4 separate regions of the Mus musculus genome follow, and regions 1, 3 and 4 are each linked to region 2. The links are chromatin contacts, called in public Hi-C maps. All regions are on one chromosome and are shown on one strand. The core of a region is the stretch at or near the end of the contact, and the rest is flanking DNA. Distances in the headings are between cores, read along the strand shown.

Evidence for each region. A called contact is a pair of places that touch in the nucleus more often than the background predicts.
Region 1: a contact with region 2 is called in a Hi-C map of cortical neurons, with 4 times the contacts expected there. The contact joins two enhancer-like sites. A contact is called at or near these places in 13 of 484 Hi-C or Micro-C datasets (the N1E-115 cell line, cerebral cortex, cortical neurons and 5 more) and 1 of 9 other capture datasets (embryonic stem cells).
Region 3: a contact with region 2 is called in a Hi-C map of cortical neurons, with 2.2 times the contacts expected there. The contact joins two enhancer-like sites. A contact is called at or near these places in 1 of 39 promoter capture datasets (embryonic stem cells) and 2 of 484 Hi-C or Micro-C datasets (cerebral cortex and cortical neurons).
Region 4: a Hi-C map of cortical neurons shows a contact between it and region 2, with 3 times the contacts expected there. The contact joins the promoter of Brinp2 here to the enhancer-like site in region 2. A contact is called at or near these places in 4 of 39 promoter capture datasets (embryonic stem cells, pre-B cells and stem cell-derived epiblast-like cells) and 3 of 484 Hi-C or Micro-C datasets (the N1E-115 cell line, cerebral cortex and cortical neurons).

What each region holds. Positions count from the first base shown.
Region 1 is chr1:157,551,959-157,557,775 of GRCm38.p6, reverse strand. It overlaps Sec16b (SEC16 homolog B (S. cerevisiae)), which reads right to left. Exons shown (of 26, transcript NM_001159986.1): 14 at 4,732-4,843; 15 at 2,924-3,029; 16 at 871-1,011. Among named protein-coding and RNA genes, the nearest start is that of Sec16b, 29 kb to the right of the region's middle. Within about 2 kb of position 2,580, at least 44 of the 459 cell types and tissues checked have an H3K27ac peak or open chromatin away from gene starts, as enhancers often do. A contact at or near this core is called in cortical neurons, where this site is marked.
Region 2 is chr1:158,051,186-158,056,592 of GRCm38.p6, reverse strand. No RefSeq gene overlaps it. Among named protein-coding and RNA genes, the nearest start is that of Gm39686, 94 kb to the left of the region's middle. Within about 2 kb of position 1,437, at least 7 of the 459 cell types and tissues checked have an H3K27ac peak or open chromatin away from gene starts, as enhancers often do. A contact at or near this core is called in cortical neurons, where this site is marked.
Region 3 is chr1:158,512,275-158,518,367 of GRCm38.p6, reverse strand. All of the region lies in intron 7 of Astn1 (astrotactin 1), which reads right to left. The region is part of intron 1 of Gm37679 (a long non-coding RNA gene); the gene reads left to right. Among named protein-coding and RNA genes, the nearest start is that of Mir488, 9.7 kb to the right of the region's middle. Within about 2 kb of position 4,692, at least 22 of the 459 cell types and tissues checked have an H3K27ac peak or open chromatin away from gene starts, as enhancers often do. A contact at or near this core is called in cortical neurons, where this site is marked.
Region 4 is chr1:158,353,604-158,359,232 of GRCm38.p6, reverse strand. It overlaps Brinp2 (bone morphogenic protein/retinoic acid inducible neural-specific 2), which reads left to right and starts at 2,973. Exons shown (of 8, transcript NM_207583.2): 1 at 2,973-3,716.

The sequences.
Region 1 (5,817 bases), core at 1,331-3,830, 500 kb after region 2:
GAAAAAGAGAGCTCTCCAGCTTTGTGTCCGTGCATTGCTGCCTTCTCTTCGAGAAACTTCTAGAATAGAAATTCGAGAAAATTCAGGGACCTTGTTAATGCTAATTCTGATTCTGGTCTGGATGGGACTCAGATCTACATTGCTCACCACCTGATGCTGCTTTCTGCCTCAAGGTGTCATTATGTTCTGTACCTAGAAACTCTAATTACTCATCCTGGGCATCAGCCCACTAGCAGTGTGGGCAGGGGCTCAGGCAGCACAGATTTTATTGGTTATAGAATCCAGCACTTGGGCCTCATGTAAAGCGGTACAGATACTGTAGAGCACCCTGCCTTTTACTCTCTAGCTAATGGAGTGGGTTTTTTTTTCCTTCAATTAATTGAAACAACTATTTTCCTGATTGTTGTTTCTTCCCAAGAAACTAAGGGTTGGTACGGTTTTTGTTTTCTTTTTTAAATGTGTCCCACACGTGATAAAATATTCCATGCATTTAAAAGTATTTTAATAAGGATCATTTCCTGGTTTAATCACTAAAATCTATTTTCAAAGGCTCGCTTTTGTAATTAGGACGGCTCACCGTAGCTTGCAGTTTAACTGTACCAGAAAAGCAGATGCACAGAACTTCTCAAGCAGAACACGCCTGCTTTGCAGTCCCCCAACCCCTCTGCCCCCTGCCCAGCCAGTTGTTCTTTGTGCAAACAGGACCTCTGCTTATCACATCGGGGCATGCATACATGGTCAAAGACAGCCGTGGGCTCCAATTTTGCAGTGTGTTCAAAGAAGATGAAATGTGGAGTTTAAGCCTCTCTACAATGGCTTCTCTGAACACTGAAGATAAAACACCTACAGAGATCCCTTTGAGACGCTCACCTTGATGAGCTCCGCTAATAGCACAGGGTGGCTGCTCCCTTCCTGGCTCAAGACAGCTGCACCAATGGCTTCACAGTAATGCAAGGCCTGGGATGCCAGGCCATAATCTGCCAGACGGGAGGCATAGAGGAGCTTATACACCTGTGAAGAGGAACGGGCCAGGGATGAGTCCATCCGGGCAGGAGAGAGGCAGAGAAATGTAGATAAGACTTCTTGGAAGTCAGCTGACTGCCAGATTCCACTCACTCTGGCATCCAAATAGCAAGGGCCCAGTGCCATTTGGGGCAATTTATCTGCATATGGGCACAACTCCAAATCCAGCCTACATACAGTTGCTGCGTGATGGAGAAAAGGATTCAGGGATCACATCAACTCGTCTTTCCAGTCTTGGGTCTCCATTGGAAAGGCAGCAGGGCAGCCCTTTTATCCAGCAGCCTACATCACAGGAAGCCTGGGCATGTGAAGTGCAGCCCCGGCACAAGGGCTTACATGAAGATACAAAACTCTACCATTTGCAGAGGCTGTGAAGCCCACAAGGAAGTGCAGGCAGATGCTGGTGTAGGGAGGAAGAGTCTCCATAGCAGGAGCTATAGGATGAGATCAAACGTGACAGCTCTGGTGTCAAACAAAGTCAATCCAATCCAAACTCATGCTAGCTGGGGGACATTTGGGCTAGCCCCTTTGTCTCTCTGTGCCTCAGCTTCCCTGTTAGAGCATGGACGATGCCACCTAGTCCACTAGAACTATAAAGATAGAATTAGGGGATTCACACAAAGTACTTAGAACAAATGGTATGCACAAGTGAGCTGGTGAGATATAACCAGCCCTTCGAGCCTCGGTTCCAACTTCTGTGAAAGGGAAAACCCCACAGGATTAGAAGTGATATTCAAGATGCACGGCAACACAATGCTGAGTGTGTGAAACAGCCGGTAAGAATAGCTATACTAAGACTACCAGCCCAGAACAACGTCAACAAAACATGTGGGCGGGATGAATAACGAAGGGAAAGAAAAGCAACCAAAGTGCCTACGCTGGAGCCCTGTGGAGGAGCAGCTAGGCAAGGCAAAACTCTCAGAAAGGAGAGGCTAAATGGGTCATGTATTTACAATACAGGGACTCATTCCCAAGGTTACGTGTGTTCTGTGTTGAGTGTGCGTTGCTATTGTAGCTGTGTACATTCTCAACAGCGGACCTTGAGGATATCCATTTAGACAAGGTCTCAGGCCTGAAGAAGGTACTTAAGGCAGAAAAGAAAGGTACCTTCCCATAAAAGGGAAAGAAAATACAGAGTAGTGTCGAGTGAATGGGAGATGGGGACCTTGGAGTCAGTGCTGTGGCTGAGATAGTCCTATTCCCAGCCCAGAAACAAACTACCTCGGTTTTATGCCAGTTTGCTGCAAGGCTTCAGTGAAGTTCACACTCCACACCAGCAAGAGACGCGAGAAAAGGCCACTGGGTAGCAGGTCTCAAAACACATAGGGGATCGGACTGGAGGATGACGCGATGCCTACGGACATAGGGTAGCAACGAGATGCCAAACAGAGGGGCTGAGGGGAGAGAAAAGAGCCTGGCAGTGCGGTTGCCACCTATACAACTGAAACCCTGAGAAGAAAGAGAGAATGGACTAAGGCCAGAGCAGGAGGGAAGCTCCTGAGAAAGGGGGAGTGGTCAGAAGGTGAGCTGTCAGAGGGACCAGAGGGCTGTAGGAGCTGAGGAGGAGCTGAGCGGAAGTGCTAGGAGAGAAGAGCCCAGGGCAGCAGGAGGACAGGAAGGGAGGGAGGGGCAGAACTGCAGCAAGATTTCCGCATGTATGCCTCCAGCAAAGACTTCTGAACCGTTTGCTTTCATGCTGTAAAATTCTGACCTTCCGGGAACATAAAAAGAAACCCTAAGCCTTCCCGCACTCCCGTTAAAGAGGACAAATGCAGGAGATGACTTGGCCGGTGGTACCAGGTGCCAAACAGCAAGGCTAAGAACCTGGCTGCCCACAACCTAGACACAGCATCGCTGATGGCCGCCCCGCCCCGCCCCGCCCCCCTCGGGGTTCAGTTACCTGGAAAGAAGGGATGAAGGATTTGGGGCGGCCCAGCATCTGGCAGTACTCGAAGATTTCCGTCCGCTGGATAGCCTCAATTGTTGCAAATTTCATAAACTCTTGACTAAAAGCAGGGAATAACAAGAACAGAGGTGAGGCGGAGATGCTGCTCTCAGGCAGGTCTATAAGAGGAAAGAGCCTGTGGGCTCAAGATAGACTGCACTTCCTCCTTGACCTCCATCTCTTTAGGTTTGGGCAATAAGTGAGAGTGCCAGCACTTCTAGAAGAGCCTGCTTGTGAGGAGGAGGCTCTGCACCTCCCTTAACATCCCCCTTCAACACCTCCCACTTCAACCTCCTAAAAACTAGTCCTCAGCCCTCAGCCCTCAGCCCTCAGCCCTCAGTCCTCAGCCCTCAGCCCTCAGCCCTCAGCCCTCAGCCCTCAGCCTGGCATGCCCCAGGAAAGACAGAGCAGCCTGAGCTTGCCAAGTGCAAAAGAGGAAGCCGTGGAGTCCAGGAGCACCACAGATGGCCTGGCACAGACTGGGGAGGACAATGGAGCCAGAAAGAAATGACAGATCTTGCACAGGAAGTTCATCCGGCCAGTGAGGAAAGAAAACAGGTGAATGTGATACACACACACATACACACACACACACACACACACACACTTGCCGTCTCCCCTCTACAGCTTGCCAGGTGCCCTATATTCCAGTCATCAGAATAATTCCAGAAGCTAACATATCTCAAGAAACTCCCCCAGGAGTCATGAACATGGGCTATAGGAAGCGAGGTACCTTTATGGGCTTGCTTAGCCCAGACAGACTGCCTTGAGAAGATGACTCTTCTATCTGAGCCCAGGCTCAAGAGAAGAATCTGTGAGGAGCACCGATTGCTATGGTGGTAGAGGATTAGGAATATCAGCTACAACTTTTGCTCCTGCAACCTTACTGTCTAGACTCCAAGTCCATCCTGATGGTGCACCCGAGAGGCTACCTTAGACAAGGCTTTCAATCCCTCAATACCTTGCTTCCCCGGTGCAGTTACCTTTTTATAAAGTAAATCTGTAACAAAGCAAACATTGCAAAGACACTGATAGCTCTGCATCTCAGAAATGTCTTCTTTCTCTCTCTTGAGACAGGTTCGTAGCCCTGGCTGGCTGGCTAGCCTAGAACTCATTGCACCACCCTGGCTAGCATTGGCCTTGCTACAATCCCCCTGTCTATACCTCTTGACTGCTAGAATTCTAGGAGCGCAATACCATGACTGCTCAGAAATCACAACTATTAAGGAGAAAGAGGTAGAAAGATCCAGAACAGTGAGGACCACCCAGGGTAAGATTATCTGCTTCAACTCACTCTTTCTCCAGGGCTTTGGGGTCCTTGGGGGGGGGGGGGAAACACCCTGATATGTGGCTACCAGAAAACAAGTGACTGATGCAGAAGGTTCCAAAGAGCTTGTGCTCCAAATTAATATATTGAAGTAGTATGGAGGCCCCAAAAAGTAGGCTCCTAGAATAAGCCCAGGGCTGCCCAAAATATACTATTGTAAACTTCATTTTTCTATGTTATCTCTGGTTGTGGAGCTAGGCTGCCACCCAGTGGCCAGAAGAGTTCAACACACACCAAGAGCACTAACAGCACCAAAGGCCCTCTGGTGGTGTGATGTGGCACCCTCTGGTCACCTTGCCTAGACTAATGCAGAAGATAGAGAGGAAGAGCGGGCAGTAGCGGAAATTTACACAAGAAAATGAGTAGTGAAGCCATGAAACCCAGTAAGGGCTAAAATAACCCGTGCAAATCATCTTTACAAAAGTCACATACGTACCTGTGGCTACTGCCCACCAAGGCCAGATGATCTGTCTTCACCGTATAGTGACCAAAGGGCACATGAGCCATGAGATAGCAGAAGTGAGATGCCTCCACAAGCCCTTTTCCAGCTGCAGGAGGAGAACAAGAGCCCAGGCGTGAGGCACACCCTGTGGGACCCAGTGTCTGAGTAGAACAGAGAGTTAAATAGTGGACCCCAGGGTCAGAGCGGAAACCTGATATGAATAAACCAGGGGAGTTCTTGTGACATCTCCCTTTCCTTCCCTCCTGCATCAGTGTTTCTGACCTCAGATCCTGCATTTCAGTTCTCATCAGCCACAACCAGGATGCTGTGTGCTGTTTCACGTCCCCCTGATGAGTTTTTCATTGGGAATTTTCTAAAAGTCATGGTCATTCCTGGGGCTGAGAATCGAGACAAGATGCCTATACCTAAGTAAAGTAGGACATCAGAAACGGATTTTAAACATCCTTGTGGGGTGTGGCTGCTTCCTTGTGGGGTGTGGCTGCTTGTGGGGTGTGGCTGCTTCCTTGTGGGGTGTGGCTGCTTCCTTGTGGGGTGTGGCTGCTTCCTTGTGGGGTGTGGCTGCTTCCTTGTGGGGTGTGGCTGCTTGTGGGGTGTGGCTGCTTCCTTGTGGGGTGTGGCTGCTTCCTTGTGGGGTGTGGCTGCTTCCTTGTGGGGTGTGGCTGCTTCCTTGTGGGGTGTGGCTGCTTCCTTGTGGGGTGTGGCTGCTTGTGGGGTGTGGCTGCTTCCTCTACTGAAGTTGGATGATTGAAGACTTTTCCTGTGCTCATAAAAAATCACATCAATTACCAAGTTGTTCCTGACTTTTAAATGTTCTCCAAACATTTTCTACTACTTTAAACTCGAATTAAGTGGGTGTGACAGTCAATCTTCATTGTCAACTTGAATAGACTATCTTAGGAAATACCTCTGGGTGTGACCTTCAGGGTGCTTCCAGAAAGGTTTAACTGAATCGGGAGGACTCATTTGGAGTGTGGGAGGCACTATCCTCTGGGCTAGGATCTAGGAGTGAAGAGAAAGAGAGGGAAGGAGCCCATCACCCATCTCTGCTTCCTGGCCGTG
Region 2 (5,407 bases), core at 188-2,687:
TGCAGTACTTTTTATTTATAAAAAAGAAAAAGTGCTAAGAGAAAAATGTTATCATTCAACTGAATTAGCCTAAGTTAAAAATTTAAATTTAAAACTGTATTATCTGGATTCAAAGTTTGGCTCTGTTACTTTCCAGCTACAATGTGAGATGAGGCACTTCTTTCTTTTAAGGGGCAATGCCAAGAAAAGACAATGCTGATATTTCCTTATGATATGACTAAGTATCAGATATGAAGCACAGATGATAGTTAGAATGCTATAATAGTATAAAAGTTATCCAGTAGATGTCAGCTACATTCAGCCCCTCTGGGCACTGGTATGAGTACTACATAGCTACCAAATACAGGTTGTCTCACCAGCCTGACTTGGTGGTACAAGTCTGTAATCCTAGCTATCAGGGAGCCTAGATGTCAAGTTCAAGGACTAAGGTGGACTAAATGTAGTCTGTGTAGACTGCATGGACTAATGAGGAAGTTTAAGGCTATCCTAAGCCTCTTAGTATAATTCATCCTTAAAATCAAAAGCAAGAAGAGGTCTTGGGGTATAGCTTAGTGGTAGATTGTTTGCCTGCTGTATGAAAGGCCCTAGGTTCAGTTGGTGTATTTTTTAAAAAGAAAAAAAAAAAAACCATCCTTTCTAATTCAGTCACCTAAACTCTCTGACCCTTCCACTCTGCAGCAGAAGTGACATTCTTCGTACTTGGCTACTGAACTCTCCTCAAGACTTGAGTAGTACTCATTTGGTTGAGCTGTTTTTTTCCCTAGAAAATTGTATTCATTCTTTGCAGCACACCAAGACCCTTAAAAACCTAAGCAATTCTTTTCAGCTTTATCCCAGAATCATATTTCCACAGACAACAAATGCTATTTACAGCACTGCTAAAAACTCATTTATTTCCTATGAAATAAGCTTGTTCCTGATGAATTGCCACAGGAAAGGCAAGGACAATAAGGTGCTTAGAGGTTGGGTAGTCTCTAGGGTGGCACTCTGCAAGGTCTGACTTTTGTAGAAACTTACAGCTTTGATATTTAACAGGTTCAGCAAAGGGAATGGCAGGGGAAACTGTGCTTGTGTTTGGCATGAAGCAGGGGAGGTGGGGGGAGAGGGGGGTGAGCCTGCAGACACAGTCAGTGAAGGAGGAGTGCTACAGGGTCCACAATGCTCCTGCTACTTGTGGCAGAATTTAATCCAAATAAAAATCCTGGGATTGGCCATAAAATGAAGGGCTTCTTTCTCACATCCCCGGAATCGGAGTGACTCTGAAGAAGGGCAATGCATGGGGAAGGCGGGAGAGAGGAGGGAGAGAGAGTTCAAAGCAACTATTATTGTCAACAAATAATGGAGAAAATCAGTACGGGCTGCATAATGTTTGAGAATTCGTGCCAGCGTCTATAGCAGGATGCCACCTGCAAGCTGGTCACTGTGACATTCTGAGAATGAAACCAAGGGGAGGCGTACATGGTAACCAGCAGCTGCAGGACTCCAGGCTGCAGCAACCTGGGTAGAAAGTAACCATTGTCGCCAAAGAACTCTCACGCATCGCCATGCTTCCCAGGGTGGTCAGTCTCCCACACACAATGGATGATTTAGCTACACCCTCCTAGTTAACCTGCCGGAAACTGAAATAGAAGATCAGGGAGACAGACAGAGAGCAACTAATAATGAAGCCGTGATTTAAAAGGAAGACCCTCAAATAGCTATGCATAAGCAATCCGTTTACACAGCACCAGCCCATTGTTCTCAAACTCCTCCATTGCAGGGTACACTGGTGCCTCATGTAGGAAGGAAGGGAACTTTTATTGAGCCCCTTTTGCCTTTATCAAAAGGGCGGGTACAATCTTGATCCCAGACAGAGATATAGGAGGAAAGGGGCAAGATAGAGCACTGACAAAGCTCTCCTATTCCCATGGAATCCTACTGCAGAGGCACCATCCCCAAGAAAAGGTTCATCTACACTCTCCTTCATGAGCCTAACTACCTGGCTGGAAGCGCTCTGTACTTTAGAATGTACTTGAACCTCCCATTCATAACTGAGGTCCTCAAATTCTTTGTTAGTGCAGATGCACCTCTGAGATTAGGTGACATTTCAAGCAAGCAGCTATTCAGCCTCAGTAAGGATGATTTACGGGCAGTTCTTAAAGACCCTAGTCCTTGCTCAATAAATTCTTGATAAGTGAATGTGTAGAGCTTGTAAATGTTCAAAGTCAACATGAGAAAGAAATACTTGAAGGGGGAATTTCTGGTTTCGTTGGAGACAGAGTTGTGCCTTGTGCTTTTCTGGAAACTGTCTTATAAGTGGATGTTTCATTGAGAACAGACACGTGTGTTTTTCTGGAGGCTGCCTGGTGAAAGGGCATGCAATGTTTTGCTGGAGTAGATGCTCAAGAGGACTCATGATGTTTGGAACGAGTATAAGTATAACCCAACAGATGACGGTCAGTGATCTTTCATTGGTACTCTTTGCTGGTCATCGTTGGGCTTCACTAATGCTGATCTTCACTGACAACATTCTTGCATTGGTTTGCCTAGATTTCTTGGCTGATCTTCACCTATTGTGATTTCATAGAGAGAAACACACCAAAAAACTTCTGGTGGTATTCCAGCTGCTTCTTGCTGCTTCTGCGGTTTAGTGTCAGTTGGTGGAGCCTCACAGTTTCTTCTGGATTAAGCCACTGCTACTCACTCCTGTTTGGTGTTTGCCTAGTAGACTAGACTGCCACTGTGGATTTGTGTTTGGTGCTTTGCTAGTGGACTGAACTGCTAACAACAAAAATTAGAATTGCCCCCCAAAGAACTATTTCTAGACAGGTCCACAACCCCCATTTCATATTAACCTTTCTTTTCCTCTACCTCTGGCGGGTAGTGGGCTAGCGAGGAGGTCAAAGCATTAAAGGACCATAATCAAAGTAGGTTTTGAAAAATCTAAGCCTATAAATAGTACTACCTAGTACACAGGACTGGTTAAGAAAACAATGTATGAGCACACACACAAAACAAGATAACATAAACAGTCAAAGAATCAGGTCAAAATTCTAGTTGTACACAGCATGCCTGGGTTTGTTTGTTTGTTTGTTTGTTTGTTCTTTTTAGGGAAGATGGGAGGCAAGAGTGGGAATGGTGATAAGAGAGGCAGCAAATAATGGCAGTGTGCACAGGGGCTTCTGACTGTGATCGATGTTCTGTGTGTTCTCACTCACATAGAAAATTAGAATGTAATCACTCCAGATATGGGGCCATCTGAGTTTCCGTGTCTATTCCCTATGCCCACTTACTCTCCTGGGAGACCCTGTCTAGCCTGTGGGCCTTGTTACTCAAATTTCCTACTGGAAGAAAGCAAGAGAGCCTCCCCATTTTCTATTTTGTTCTTACTTGTTTTTAGCTTCTACTCCAGCCTCTGTCTCCCTGTCCCTATTTCTCTCCCCATCCCTGTCCCTCTCCCCATCCCTGTCCCTCTCCCTGTCCCTGTCCCTCTCCCCATTCCTGTCCCTCTCCCTCTCTTCCCCCATTTCTCTTTCCCTCCTTACATTTATATATCTCTTTCTCCTTTCTCTTTCCCTGACAATGAAAAGGGAGAACTTCATTTTGAGGATTCTTCACCTAGGGACCCAAGACGGAATTTCATTTCTCTTAAAGCTTCTGGTTATTTTTCCAGAGGGCTCCATAGCGACAGCAACAATTGCTTCTGAGAGTGGCTTCATCAAATTCGCCATGGCTCCGTCCCTGCTAAATTGGTCTTACTGTCTCTCCATGGGTCTCTCCCACTCCCTCCCACACATAGCCTGCTCTGTTCCAGACAGGGTTTATTTCAAAACTCTGCCTTCCTACTACTTAATCAGTGTGCTAATGTCTTAGCTGCCCTTAGGAAGTTTAAATCAGAATCCAAAAGGATAAAGAAAGTGAATATCTTCCTTTTTCATGGAGTCCATACTATTACTATAGTGTTATCAGAAACGGTAATTTTTTTTCAAGCAATCTTCACAAGACAACTGTAGGAAGAAGCAAGGTAGAGTACTGCAGCAACATCTAAGTTTTAAGGTGTTACTCAGAGAATGACATCCACTACACTCATCCTTATTTTTACAGTCCCCATTAGTGTGTCACATTTCACAGAAATACAAAAACCCTTCCAAAGTTTGAAAAGTATGCATATTTAAAAGTTATCATAGGTTACCAGCTTGCAAATGCCAACTTAACCAAGATTAAAATGTAATTGCATTAATGAAAGTAGCCACAAAACATATAAACCAAACAAATGACAAAAATGTGAAAATGTTTGGTGATTTAACTGGAGGGAGAAAGATCACACCATGCATACTTATTCCATGTACCAAATGCATCCTTAAGTAGCATCTTTAAATAAAAGGTTCTTGAGCATATTTTAGCATTTAAGTAGTATTTATAAATCTGATTTGATGTTCTGCTTCTTTTCATTTTAAAGGAGTCATGTGAATGATTTTAGGGTAATACCAACCTGGCTCTCACCCTCTCCACCTAAGAAGAAATGATATATTGTTATGGAGAATCCACCAGAGATGAGCACTGAGACTGTTTACCATCAACTGAAAGCCTTTATTTCAGCCAATAGGACTATACCCAGGTGTTAGCAGCCCCAAGTGCAGCCCCAAGCATTTACAACAGGATTTTAATGGCAAAAACCACATCCTGGTATTGCCTCTGAAGCTGCAGGGAGAGGGTTTTGGTTTTTTGTGTTTTGTTTGTTTGTTTGTTTGTTTTTGTTTTTTTGTTTTTGTCTTTTGTTTTGTTTGTTTGTTTTGTTGCTTTTGTTGTTGTTGTTTTGTTTGCACAAGCAAGCAGTTTAACAGAAGCTAAGATAAGTCAGCTGGGGCATCTTGACCTCAAGTTCCTAGAATAGAGTTGGGTAATTTTTCATAGGATTCTCCAGCAAGGAAATCAAATTCTAATTAAGCCTAAAGTGGCTTCAGGAAGAATGCAAGATGGAGGAGCCTCTGCACTCTCTTGCCCTCTCACAATATATTGGTCATCCAGCAGGGACTTGAACACATAGGAAAGGACACATTTTGGGAAGACAGCTTTGGCATCTTCCAATCCCAAGCCTCCTTTCTCCCACATAAACAAATCCCTCCAACTTTTCTCTCTAGTTCCAATCCGTGCTAGATGTGCCTACAACCAGCTGGGGCAAAGACTACCAAGGGTGGCCTCAGGAAACACCTTACTCCCTCTGCTTGGGCTTCACAGATTTAAAACAACAGTTTGATCTGCTTGAGGAAATAGCGTGAGACAGGGATGAAAAATGGAATATAAAGATTCTCCGTGGTCAAGACAGGTAGAAATGCCACTAGAAATACCAAGCGTGTCTCCCGTGAACTTGATTTTTAATATTAAGACCTTTCTCTACAGGAGGACGTTTGCTAGAACGTGATCTAAA
Region 3 (6,093 bases), core at 3,443-5,942, 460 kb before region 2:
CCTCATCTAAATAGCCAGCACACAGACATACTCAGAGACTTGTCTCTTCCATGTAAAGTTAACAATCAATATTAACCATTAAATTATGGTTCAAAATTTAAATAACTAAAATGTCTAGCCTGAGAATGTAGCTCAGTGGAAAAGTGTTTATTGCTCAAGTATAAGAAGATGAGGGTGTATTCCCAATATCCACAAAAAACAAAACAAACAAACAAAAAAAAACCAGACATGGCAATGAGTGCTTGTAACACTAGCTCTTGAAGTAGAGACAGATGGGAGAAAAGAACTCAGTGGTCAGCCAATCTACCAGAAGGGGTGAACTCTAGATTCAGTAAGAGACCCTTTGTCAATTTTTAAAATATTTATAGACAGTAATAGAAGAAGATAGCTGAAGTGCATCTCTAGACTCCACATGCACACTCATAAACACACCTGCATATGTGTGTGCACATGAAATACATATCACACACACACACACACACACACACACACACACACACTAAATAAATAAACAAACATTCTGTTTATCTATAGAAAAACCCACAATACTAAGATATCTAAGTCAATTAATGGATTAAATGCTCAACTGTGTCTTTTCTTTCAGAAATGTACTTTCCTGATTGCCCTCATTGCCAATTAGACAAGAATAGGATGCTAAGAAGCAAGATGTTATCATATGAAAGTATCAAGTATCTATCTGATTCTCAGATTGGTCTCAACTGGACCTTGGGATCTAGCTCAGTTGGTAGAGTGTTTGCCCAGAATGTTAGACCTTGGGTTCAATTCTTAGCACCACATAAACTAGACATGATAGAGAATGCCTGTAACCCGATCCAGCACTGGTGAGGTTGAGGCAGAAGAGTCAACAACATAAGGTCCTTCTCTGCTACATAGTGATTTTGAGGCATCCCAGACAACATGAAACCCTGAGTCAAAAACAAAAACAAAATAACAAAAAACAGAAAATGAGAATAGTCTCAGTTGGCTATCTTGTCTAGAATTAAGGATTAACAATAAAAGAGTATCTTCCTCTACATTTGATATCTGGTTACCACAAAACATAGAAAAATAAATTCAGCGACAACTCTGAGTTCAAGCAGAGACCTATTTTCCTAATGACGTAAATACCTACCATTTGTACAGTGCATTTACCTCCTCAAATTGCCTTCATGGTCATTATCTCCACATGACGCTTCCATCACTCATTACCATGTGTGGACACACTGCTGACAACAGATAAAGCTTTTCCCAATATAATGGCATATGCCACCCTAAGTCAGAGAATCAGGAATTTTCAAACATACCAGGCTAGAGTTTGGGGATATCCAAAATCTGCCTCTCAACAGATCCTCATTTCTGGAATCCACCAAACTTTCCTCTTCCTCATTTCTCTTCAAACCAGTTTGGCCATATATATTGCAAGGAGTTCAGACTTGATGAGGAATGTTACTATAGAAACCAACTGCTAAATCTTGACTTCAAGAGGGGTTTCATGTAAGCACAGACTCCGACTGTTAGCTGTGAATTTTAAAGACCCCACGAGGGTGTTGGATGCCCTCCTAAGCCGAAGTGTTACAGTCTCTGCATCTGCTGTGACAGATGGCAGGGAACACATGAGGTGCTGACTCTGTGGTGGTGTACATCGGAATCCAACAGAAAGACATGCCTTGGCCACAGAGAAGTGCCCAGCCAGGAGAGTGTAACATGTCACAGTGGCTGCTGAAGCCATTATGTGGATCACACTGTCAAAGAGGCAAGCTCTCTTAAAGGGTGCTAGGGATGGGAGCTCTATGTGTACTTTTGTTTGGTACCAGGAGGACAAACACCTTGAGCCCTCTTGCATGGTGATCAGGACCTTTCGCCATTTCCATTGTACAATTGAATGACTGAGTCATAAATCTCACCTAGGGATTAACAAAGACCTTGAAGCTAGGGGTCCTCAGATTTGACTGGAATCACTGCATTTGTTAGATTGAAAACCCAAATCAAGGCCAAAAGCCCTGAGTTATCACACTGTTTCAGGTAGTGGTTGTCTTTTATTAAATAGGACTGGATGTTCCTTGTCTAAAAAGAAAATGTTCAACCAGATGTGGGTAACATCAAATTGCCTAGTTATTCCCTACCACTAGGAGGTAGCTGAAGAGGGCAATGCCCAGGGCTGAATGACCCCAGAACATGCTAGAGCTTATTATCCCAAAGGAAGGTGCTTCCATGGAGTAGCAGAAAAGAATCTGGAATAAGTATGCAATCAAGGTTGTAGCAGTGACATGGGAACTGAGCTCTCCTGATAAATTGGGTTAAAATTTCTGAGGGGGGGGTGAGGAGAGGGGAGAGAGGTAAGAAGGGAAAGAGGGAGGGGAGGGGAGGAGGGAGGCAGGCAATGGCACAGAGCAAGTAAAGAGTTTGATGCTGAATTATTTGGACACCTGGTTGATACTTTTGACCTGGTTGTGTTGGCCATGGAATGATCTGGGAAAGAAAGAATTTTTGAGAGCATAGTATATAGATATTAAAACATTCAAGTTTGAGTTTTCTTGGATGCCTGTGTACCTTGCAGACATTAAAAAGAAAAAAGCTACATATCTTGAAAAAGGCAGTGGAAGCTGTGGCCAGAATTGATGTGGCTAAGGAATGAAGCAGGTGTCTGAAGCTTCCACAACTGCTCAGGTGGCAGAGCAAAGGCTTGGAATGAGTTGAGAGAAAAGCCAATGACACTGGGTAGACTGTTATCAGAAAACAAGGTGAAAATGAACAACCACACAAGGTTACCCTTAGGAATCACAGGTAAAATCAGCCTATGACAGGATCTAGCAGACAGTAAGTTTAAGCCTTAATGCTTTGGGATTCTCCAACTTGACCAGAGATGCTCCTGGGCGTCGGGGGAGGGTAGTCTGGTGAGGTTGGCAAGAAGATTACCAGTTGGCCAAAGGCTTTGTTAGACACTGAAGCTCTCAAGAGCCACCCAAAAGGAAAGAGAGTAACCCTAAGCCTTCTATCTAGGTGTCCTTCCGGAAGGGCAGCATAGGAAGAAACATTCCAAAATGACCAGAAATGTGGTTTTTGATATATGCATTCTGATACGATATATTCTGATATGTACTCTGAGTTTACAGTCCAGCTGGGCTATTAACTGAGCAAGGGTGTTAAGCCAGTTTGTCAACATCTCTCTAAAGTGATGATAAAAAAACACTGTCTGCTTTGTAGTGTTGTGCGGGGAGCTTTGATTGTCTAAGCAAATCACAGTGACAATAACAAGCAGGGCTCCTGATAAACACCGCCTAGCACAATTATTTCCCCCCGAAAACATTTTCCCATACATTTTCCATCTGCCATTACAAAGCAGAGAGGAGATGGCCCACAGTGTACTGTGGGAAGACACCAGCAAGTCCGAACCCAATGACAAGCATCTTAAATCTTCCCCAAACCAGGTCCTAGGACCGACTCGTCCTAAGTTGATAACCTGGTCGGAGAGAATCACAATGCTTAGGAGAGAGTACAAAGGTATGAAGGTCTCTCCTTTCTCAGGCATGCCCACATATAAGCAGAAGGTCTGAGGAGCTGGGATGATTATAAGAACATTTGTCAGTTTTGGTTTGCTCTTCTCCAGGCTGGTCTCTGAGCTCAGTACCTCCCAGGTAACATGGTGTTAGAATATAAGTGGAGAGGAAGGCTGGAAATGGAATGAACCAGCAAGTTTCCTACAGGCCCAATTTTTTCACAGGCCCTCACACATCTTTAGAAGTTCTAGAATTATGGTGGGGGTATAGGAAGAGGGAGTATAACAAGTTTCTCTTCCTTAACTGCTTTGTCCTTCTTTTGATGTATTTGTAGCCAGTCTCAAACTCATATGCCTAAAGCAACATCACTTTATTATAGGCCAGAGGGGACCAGTGTCGGTTCTATGGGGCCAAGATTAAAGTATCTACAAAGTAAGTCTCTACAGAGCTATGCTTCTTTCTAGAGTGAGATCCTGCTCCCTTGCTTTAAAGGCTGTCTGGATGCTTAGTTCATGACTTGTCCATCTTTAAAGTATACAGTAGCTTAACGAATCATTCCTTCATCTTGGCACTTTGACCTATTTTCCCTTCTACTTTTGAGAAGTATTGTCAGAGCACTGGGACACCCAGATAATCTAGGGTAATCTTGCTTTTGTGACAGCAGTCATTAGGTGACTTCAATTCTATGCACCATTTAACCTTCCTGTGCGATGCAACATCACACATCATCAGACTGTGGGGAGGAGGATGTGGGCATCTGCTGGAGTAAGACCATGTTTCTATCTCTCACACCTGGTAGTGTGGAGTCCCGTGCAGCTGATGTGTAAATACATACTTATCTTTGGGACACTTTTAGGAAAGCTGCCTAAGGAGTGCTCCAGGCACCAAAGGCTGCTCCTTCGCAGTGCCTGAGCATCTGTGTTTGTGTGCTTGTGTGTTTATGGGTACGTGTGTCTGTGTGAAAAAAAAATACACAAGTGCATTTGCACAGCCCTGTGAATCCATATGGGCAGACCCCTCAGCTCGGCTGGGAAAGCACATGTCCCAACACGCTGACATTTCCAAGGAAGCTAGCTGGAGGATTGCAAAAAATAACGTCGACTTGACTCGAAGCCAATTCCCACACTCAGCTCTTTAGAGAAAGGCTCCTAGGATGGAGTGTGGGAGGCGATAAAGTTCCTTAGTGATGAGCGTGTGGGATGACCACATCATCACATGTGCAGAGAGAAGCAGCACAGAAGTGGGCGGGGTTCCAATCCCCGCATTAATGAAGATGCGGCTCCGCAGCATCCTTTCTCAGCTGCCGTACCAAGTGAAGATGTTGTCCCTTAGTTCTGTTGCAGAGCTTGTGTTCTTATATTTAGTATACCTTGTGACTTTCCAGTTGGAAGTTCATTAGTTGCTAGAGATACCGGGAAACCATTTGCAAGAGAGGGGCTTCCCACAGTCGTTTTGTAGGAAGGATTAGAAATTAGACATCGGCAAAGGGCTAGAGGGTAGATATCAGACTTCTCTATAGACAACCAGCTTCCTGGCACACCCACTAGGAATGTTCAATCCAGGTTACCTCCTAAAGAGTTGAATGACAAACATGTCGGACCCAGCATACCTGAGCAGTTCAAGTTACATTTAACAACCCTATTTTTGTTCAGACTTCATGATAGGCTAAACACAAACAAAACTCTCCTTATCAGTATCCACAGGACTCTGGGCAAATCAGGCCCAGGTAATTAAATGTTGTGTAAAGTAAGAAGGCAGCATGTCTCACCCTCCCAAGTGTACAACAGCAGTTCCCTCCTTTCCACATGTAATTGTAGGCCTTGGTTTTCTTTCAAGGCCAAGAGGAAACATGTAAGATCCTCGGGAGATCGTGTTGCTCTCAGAAGTGAGTTTAACATCTAAGACTGTCCCAAATCCTCCTAATCCTAACCAGCTGGAGGACGAGGGTACCAGAGACCAGCTCTGCTACATGGAGAGTTCCCACCTCTGAGATGAGCTCTTTTTAATTTCTTCCAAGCACAGTGCTTTTGGGCATAGTGCACAGCCCATCTGTTTGGTTTGGTGTTTGCCTGACAGCGTAGGAGGGACAGCAAGCAAGCACCGTCTTAGACATCAGATGTGGAAAGTGCTGTACTTTCTCTTCCATATGGGGACCTAGAATCCCTGTGATGGGCCCACGTAAAAAAATAAGTTTGAAACCTCAGAATGTGAACTTTAGATGTCACAGTTACCTGCTAGTTTCTCAAAGGGATTTAATAATGGATTACAACTAAATACAGATCATATGGTCTTAGGCTACATCTGTAGAAAGACCTTTCTGAACTGAACTTTCTGAAGATCCACCCCATCCCCAGCCTGGCTCAGGAGTTACACATGACAAAGATCTTGAGGATTTGGTTCATGACCTCTTCCTTTGTTCTATAGTGCTACACTTCTTCTCCAGTAGGGCTTCACCAGTGATGCTCTAGCTCCTGAATTTTTTTTTTTTTTTTGTAGTGGCTATTATATATGAACCTTTTACTATGGTTTAAATGTGAAATTTTGTCAACTACTTGGTCCCCAGTTGGTGGCACTGGAAGGCCACTTTTGGACTTGA
Region 4 (5,629 bases), core at 1,724-4,223, 300 kb before region 2:
CCTTTGGATTGCTTTCTTCATAAGCCAACTCTATACCCAAGAGCTCAGGTACCAGAATTCTGTGGTTTGAAAATTTAAAATGTTCATTTCTTACACTTATTCCCCTAGGTTGATTGCTCACTGTCAAGTATTTCATTCCCTGATCACTAACTCCCCAAACTATGTGTTCACACACATACACACCAATGAAGATGAGGCTGTTTCCCATCCTCACTCCTAGGCCCTTCTCGTCACAGTGCTCTTCATTCCTTAGGTTATCCAAACTACTCAGATAAACCTCCAGCCTCATCTTGGAAATGAGAAATTGCATCACTTCCCGTTCTCATCATTCCATTCCATTCACCGAATACGTACATGCATGCAAACGCATATGCACATTCAGTTCAGACACTGAAAACAGTGTCTTGCATTAAATGTTTTTATTTGTAGAATTTAAACAACAATAATACTAATACATAAATAATAACAATGTATAACTTGCTTGGAGTTCATGAGAAGGAAATGAGATTGCACAAAAAGATCTCACACATTCAGACATTTAGTTGTTGCTCAGTGACAATAACCCTCTCCACTGTCTTGTTACATGACATAACTGTTTCAGACGGAAGTGGACTTTTGAAACATTGCCACAAGAATTCATATACTGTTGGTCTAAAAAGTAAATGTAGTGATTTATATTCCTTGACTTTTATATTCATTTAGAAGAAAAGATAGTATGTGTGCAGCAACAGTTAAAGGGTGGGACTAACTCAGATGATCATCAGCTTCTTGTGGCCAAGACATTAGTGAGTGGAAGAAATAAGGTGTAGAGCACTGTATCCTCCTAATATTCTATATTTTCACGGTTTAAGAGAGAGTGAAATTCTTTGGGAGTGGGTATTTGCATAGTAGTCCTCTTTGGGCTGTTATTAGATTTACTAAGAAAGAATCAATGTTTGCTTCTTGTAATGTTGGAAATGAAGTGAATAGTAGTTACCTCAAAGTACCTTCATCAGATGAACATTTGTAGGTTTTTTTAGTGTGTGATTTTCTTCATTAAAATATCATGGGTGATTTAAGAAAACACAGCCAAGTTTCTTGATTTTCATCAAGATTTTGATTGGCTGTCCCTTCTTGAGAAATCCTGGCACTTTCCTTCTTTCCATTGACAGAAGTTACACCTGTCCTACCATTCATCCATTCCCTCACTCCCTCAAGTTATTTCACAGGAAGACCTCCAAAGCGTTCTTACGTGGGTTAGGTTCAGTGGGCCTCTGTCTCTAGGAATCTCAGGAACAACTGGCTCCACAGTCAGGAGCAGTTAAACTCTCAGTAGTTTATTTAGATATTTTATCTTAGTTGAAGATCTGGGGACTCCACAGGACCGCCATTCTCTGGCATGTTTTATAGCCAGACTCCTGCAGAGTGTAGAAGGAATAACTTGGGTGAGATGCAGAGTAGAAAACAAGTAGAGATCAGATATGATGGAAATGGGTGGGGGTTTGTAGATAAGAAGCAGTTTCTAGACTTCCTCACTCTTTCAGAGCATCTGGCTAAAGGGGCACTTTATACCTAACCCCAGATATATCCTTCCTCTGTGTACATCTAACCTCTGCCCTCTGTTTTGTCTACTTCTTTCCAAAACAATCTCCGATGTTGCTCTCAACTCAAGGAAACTAAATGGAGACACTTGTCTCCCTCTCTGCCTATTCTCCTCTATATAGGCCTTCATCATGTGACTCACTGGGAATTCCCCCACATCCCTTGCCACTTTCAACTTATCTTTCTTCAACAACGGCTCTTTCCAAAATTTAGTGTAGTTCGCCAGTTAGTAGGATGCATTTCAGCCTCACACATTTATTAGAACATCAAAAACATATCGTTCACATCCATTCAATTAAAGTTAATATCTTTATTCCTCCTTCTTTCCTTCTTTCCCTCCTTTTCTCCCTCCCTTACCCACTGCCCGGACTTCCCTTTCACAGGCTCAGCAGACAGCACCTGCTTCTCAGAAACAAGGCTTGTCCTGTTCTCCTTTCTCTAGTCTTCCTTTAAAAAATGCGAGTCCCTCTTCCTGACAGCCACTGGAGTGAAAGGAGACACACAGAAGGAAACCATCACAGGCAAAACAATTCTCTTTCTTTTTGGACGCAGGCCATTTCAGAGGTCTCCCCAGAATCCCCAAGTTCTCCTCTTTGCTGTTGTCCCTACAGGTCTGGTGTGGGGCGTGAGGTGTCTCAATTTAGCTGTTCAGCGATTCTCTGCCTGGTCATCTTACCACAGAGCTCCTGTGGTCTTTTGCCTCCCTCTTTACCCCCTCCCTCCCCCCCCCCCGCCCCCGGCCCCGGGGTGTGTGTGTGTGTGTGTGTGTGTGTGTGTGTGAGAGAGAGAGAGAGAGAGAGAGAGAGAGAGAGAGAGAGAGAGAGAGAGCTATTTCTCACTTGGGGGCTCACTTCTAATTAAGTAATTCAGGAGGTTTAAAAAGCACAGAACAACTAAATGAAACCTCAAATTAGAAGGAAAATGGCTCAAATGGGTCCCCATCTCTGGGAGTTCTGGTTAAGCAAGCAAACAAAATGGGCTGGGACGAATGAATATTGTAACTCAGAAGACCAAAGCAAATGTAATTAGTTCCCAGTCTACTTCTTGTTCCTCAGCCTCTGACACGCTCCAATCTCACTCCCAACGCCACACGCAGCCGCGAATTTATCCAATTCTTCCTTATCCTTACTGCGGGGAGGGGGAAAAAGTCGCTGCTGCAAAAAGCTGGGAGGGTTAACAGAGCTGGTACCCCAGCCTGCCAGCTAGCCAAAGGAGATTGCCGGTAGGCCTCAGAACCCGCCTCCTGCCAGGCTTCACAGCCAATGGGAGCCTGTGGTGAGTATGGCGCAGGGTCCTATTGGCTGCCAACCTACGTGCATAAGAAAGAACGAGAGAGGCAGGCAGGGCAGCATTGTTATCTTAAGACACTCATCCGGTGTCTGAGTCTGCAGGTGACACTGGTTAGGTACGGACCGGGAAGCCGGAGTGGGGACGCGCCGGGCTGCAGCTCCAGGATGGAATCCGCCTGCCTGCCGCGCGGCTCGCGGCTCAACCCGCAGCGCCTCCGCTGAGCTCGACGGGTTCCGGAGGACTTGGAAATGCACCTGCCGCGCGCTCCGAGGACACCAGCAGGTCCTCAGGCAGCCGAAGGAGCCCAGACGCCTGAGGAACGATTTCTGTCCATGTACAAGGCACAGATTTCGGATGACAGGGCGGGTGAGTCTCTTTAGAGTTGGAAAAAAAAGAAGGCAAGATCTTGGGTTTCACCTCGGTCGAGGGACAGGGGACTTCTCAGTTGGCTTCCCACTTTCCTCACCTCTCCCACGCCGCGTGCGACCCAGCCTAGTGCTGATCCCACTTCACAGATGCTGTGGGTGCCTGGGATGCTCGCTGCTCCACGGCAAGGCAGCAGGCAAGTGGTCTAAAAGCTGCCGCCGCGGCGGCGGCGGCGACAGCAAAGCCCAGAGCAGGAGAATTTGAAAAGAGACATCCGTTCCCTCTCACAAGCTGAGGGGGTGGCATTTCATATTTCCCCAAAGGAGAAAGAGCCACAAGAAATCATGAAGTAAAAACTTTGGAAGGCTGCCACTGGAGATGTTGCACAAAAATCAGGCGTCTTTTGGGAGTCTCCTCGCAGTCCTTGGTGGTTTGGGGAGCAGCTGATACAGCAAGAAGGACTCTTACAAGGATTCAAGGTAATCGTGCAGGGGTCTGTACCCCTGGGTTTTCTGTATCACCTTTCGTTGTGATTTTCATGAGTCCTCATTCAACCTTCTTGTCTGGTGCCTGGCAATTGCAAGCAAAAGGAATAACTCCCATTCCACCCCGTAGTTTCTGTCAGGTGGAGCTTAGCAGTGGACTTTGGGTTTGAGCTGACTCTGGAATCGCCTCCTGGTGTCGCATGGCTGTCACAGAGCTTGGGCACTCTGCCTGACCTATATTGGTTTTTTTTTTTTTTTTTCTTTTTTTGCCTGGTTTAAGTCCTTAAAGTTAGTGCAACTCCCATTAGCTTTCGAAAATTCATTCGGGCTCCATAATTGCAGAGGATGACAAGGACTTTTGCTTGCCTAGCTGATGCCGGACAGAACTGCACGAGGTTCACTGTGTTTGGGGAGGACCCTAAAGACCTGGTATTCTTTTGTGCAATATAGCTGTATTCACATGGTCATTAAAGCCCTGTGGCATGCTTTAGAGGCCAGTCTATTTCTTCTATGAACATGTAATGAGGGACAAAAATAATTCCTAGGAGTGAATCCCATAGTCTCCTTTGGGTGGTATAACAGAAACCCCAATCGACTGAGTCAATCCTGGTAGTACACTGGAGACACTACAGGGAGAATATTGCTGTGCTGAAGGGAAGGGTCTGTTGAGACTATCTATCAGAGTGTTTTCCCTGTTCATACACAGCTGTGTGTGTGTGTGTGTGTGTGTGTGTGTGTGTGTGTGTGTGTGTGTGTGTGTGTGTGTGTGTGTTCACAGCTGTATGAAGGAAGCTGGCTGCTCACAGAAACACTAAGCATCTCTGCCTAGCCCCTGCTCGGGCCATGATGCCTGGGGTGTCGCTACCCAGTAGGAGGATGAACTTGTACACTGCTGTTCTAGCCCAGAGGAGTTCTCTCTTCACCAAGCAGTCTTTCTTCACGGTACATATTTATCCAGGGTATATAGACTTAAGCCAAATATTAACTAACAATCAACTGGATGCACTGTAATGTGATTGAACAGACCTTTCTGTAAAGAACCATATGTATGCTTTCCCTGTCCTGGGAGCAGGTTGCCCTGAGTAGGAACAAATGTGCTAAGAGAATATCAATTATGAAATAAAATCCGGACCGTATCCAACAGGGCCAGTGATATGTTAGCATAGGCCAATAAGAAGAATTAAACATATACACTGTGAGTTAAGTATTTCTCCCCAGGTCTTCTCTAGACAAGTGTATGTTGATTCCTTTGCTTTCCTCGCCCCCCTGGCCAGGCTCTTGGAAGATATGCAATGCCTGTATTAACCAGGAAGCTATAGGATTCTACTAAATCCCCTGGGGGGCAGTCTGATGACATCAGGAAACAGCTAGAGTGATGCTGAAGTCTATGTGTTTTCCCTCTTGATTTTGCACAGTTGTATGCCTGGTTTTTGTTTGTTTGTTTGTTTGTTTATGACATGGCCCTCATGAGTTCCTTCTCACCTGGAATGAGTTGCTATGTAGCACTGAGAGCATGACCAAGCAATGCTGCCACAGTGATCTATCTTACCAGTACCATAGCTGCTACCCACTCTGGGAAAAGATGCATGCTCTGCTTCTGTGAGGAAAGAAGAATTTGGAAAGATGCCGAGCAAGGAGACTGTGTTTGAGAGCAAGCGTCAGACCAGAATCTTGGCTGCTGGAAAACAGCTGGTTTTAAGGGGTTTGACAGCTGGGCTGCAGCCATGGGGAAGCCAGAAGCATTCTTGACTCTTACTTCTTTCGCCTTACAAAAAAATGGAGTTGTCTTTCCTTTCCCAGAATGGAGTGGTATGTGTTCAGTGTGGAAACAAGAAAAGTCAGAGGAGGTAAACGCTGGGGAGGACAGAAGGGCCCGATTCTTCTTGTGTTGGCCTGGTTTGGGGAAT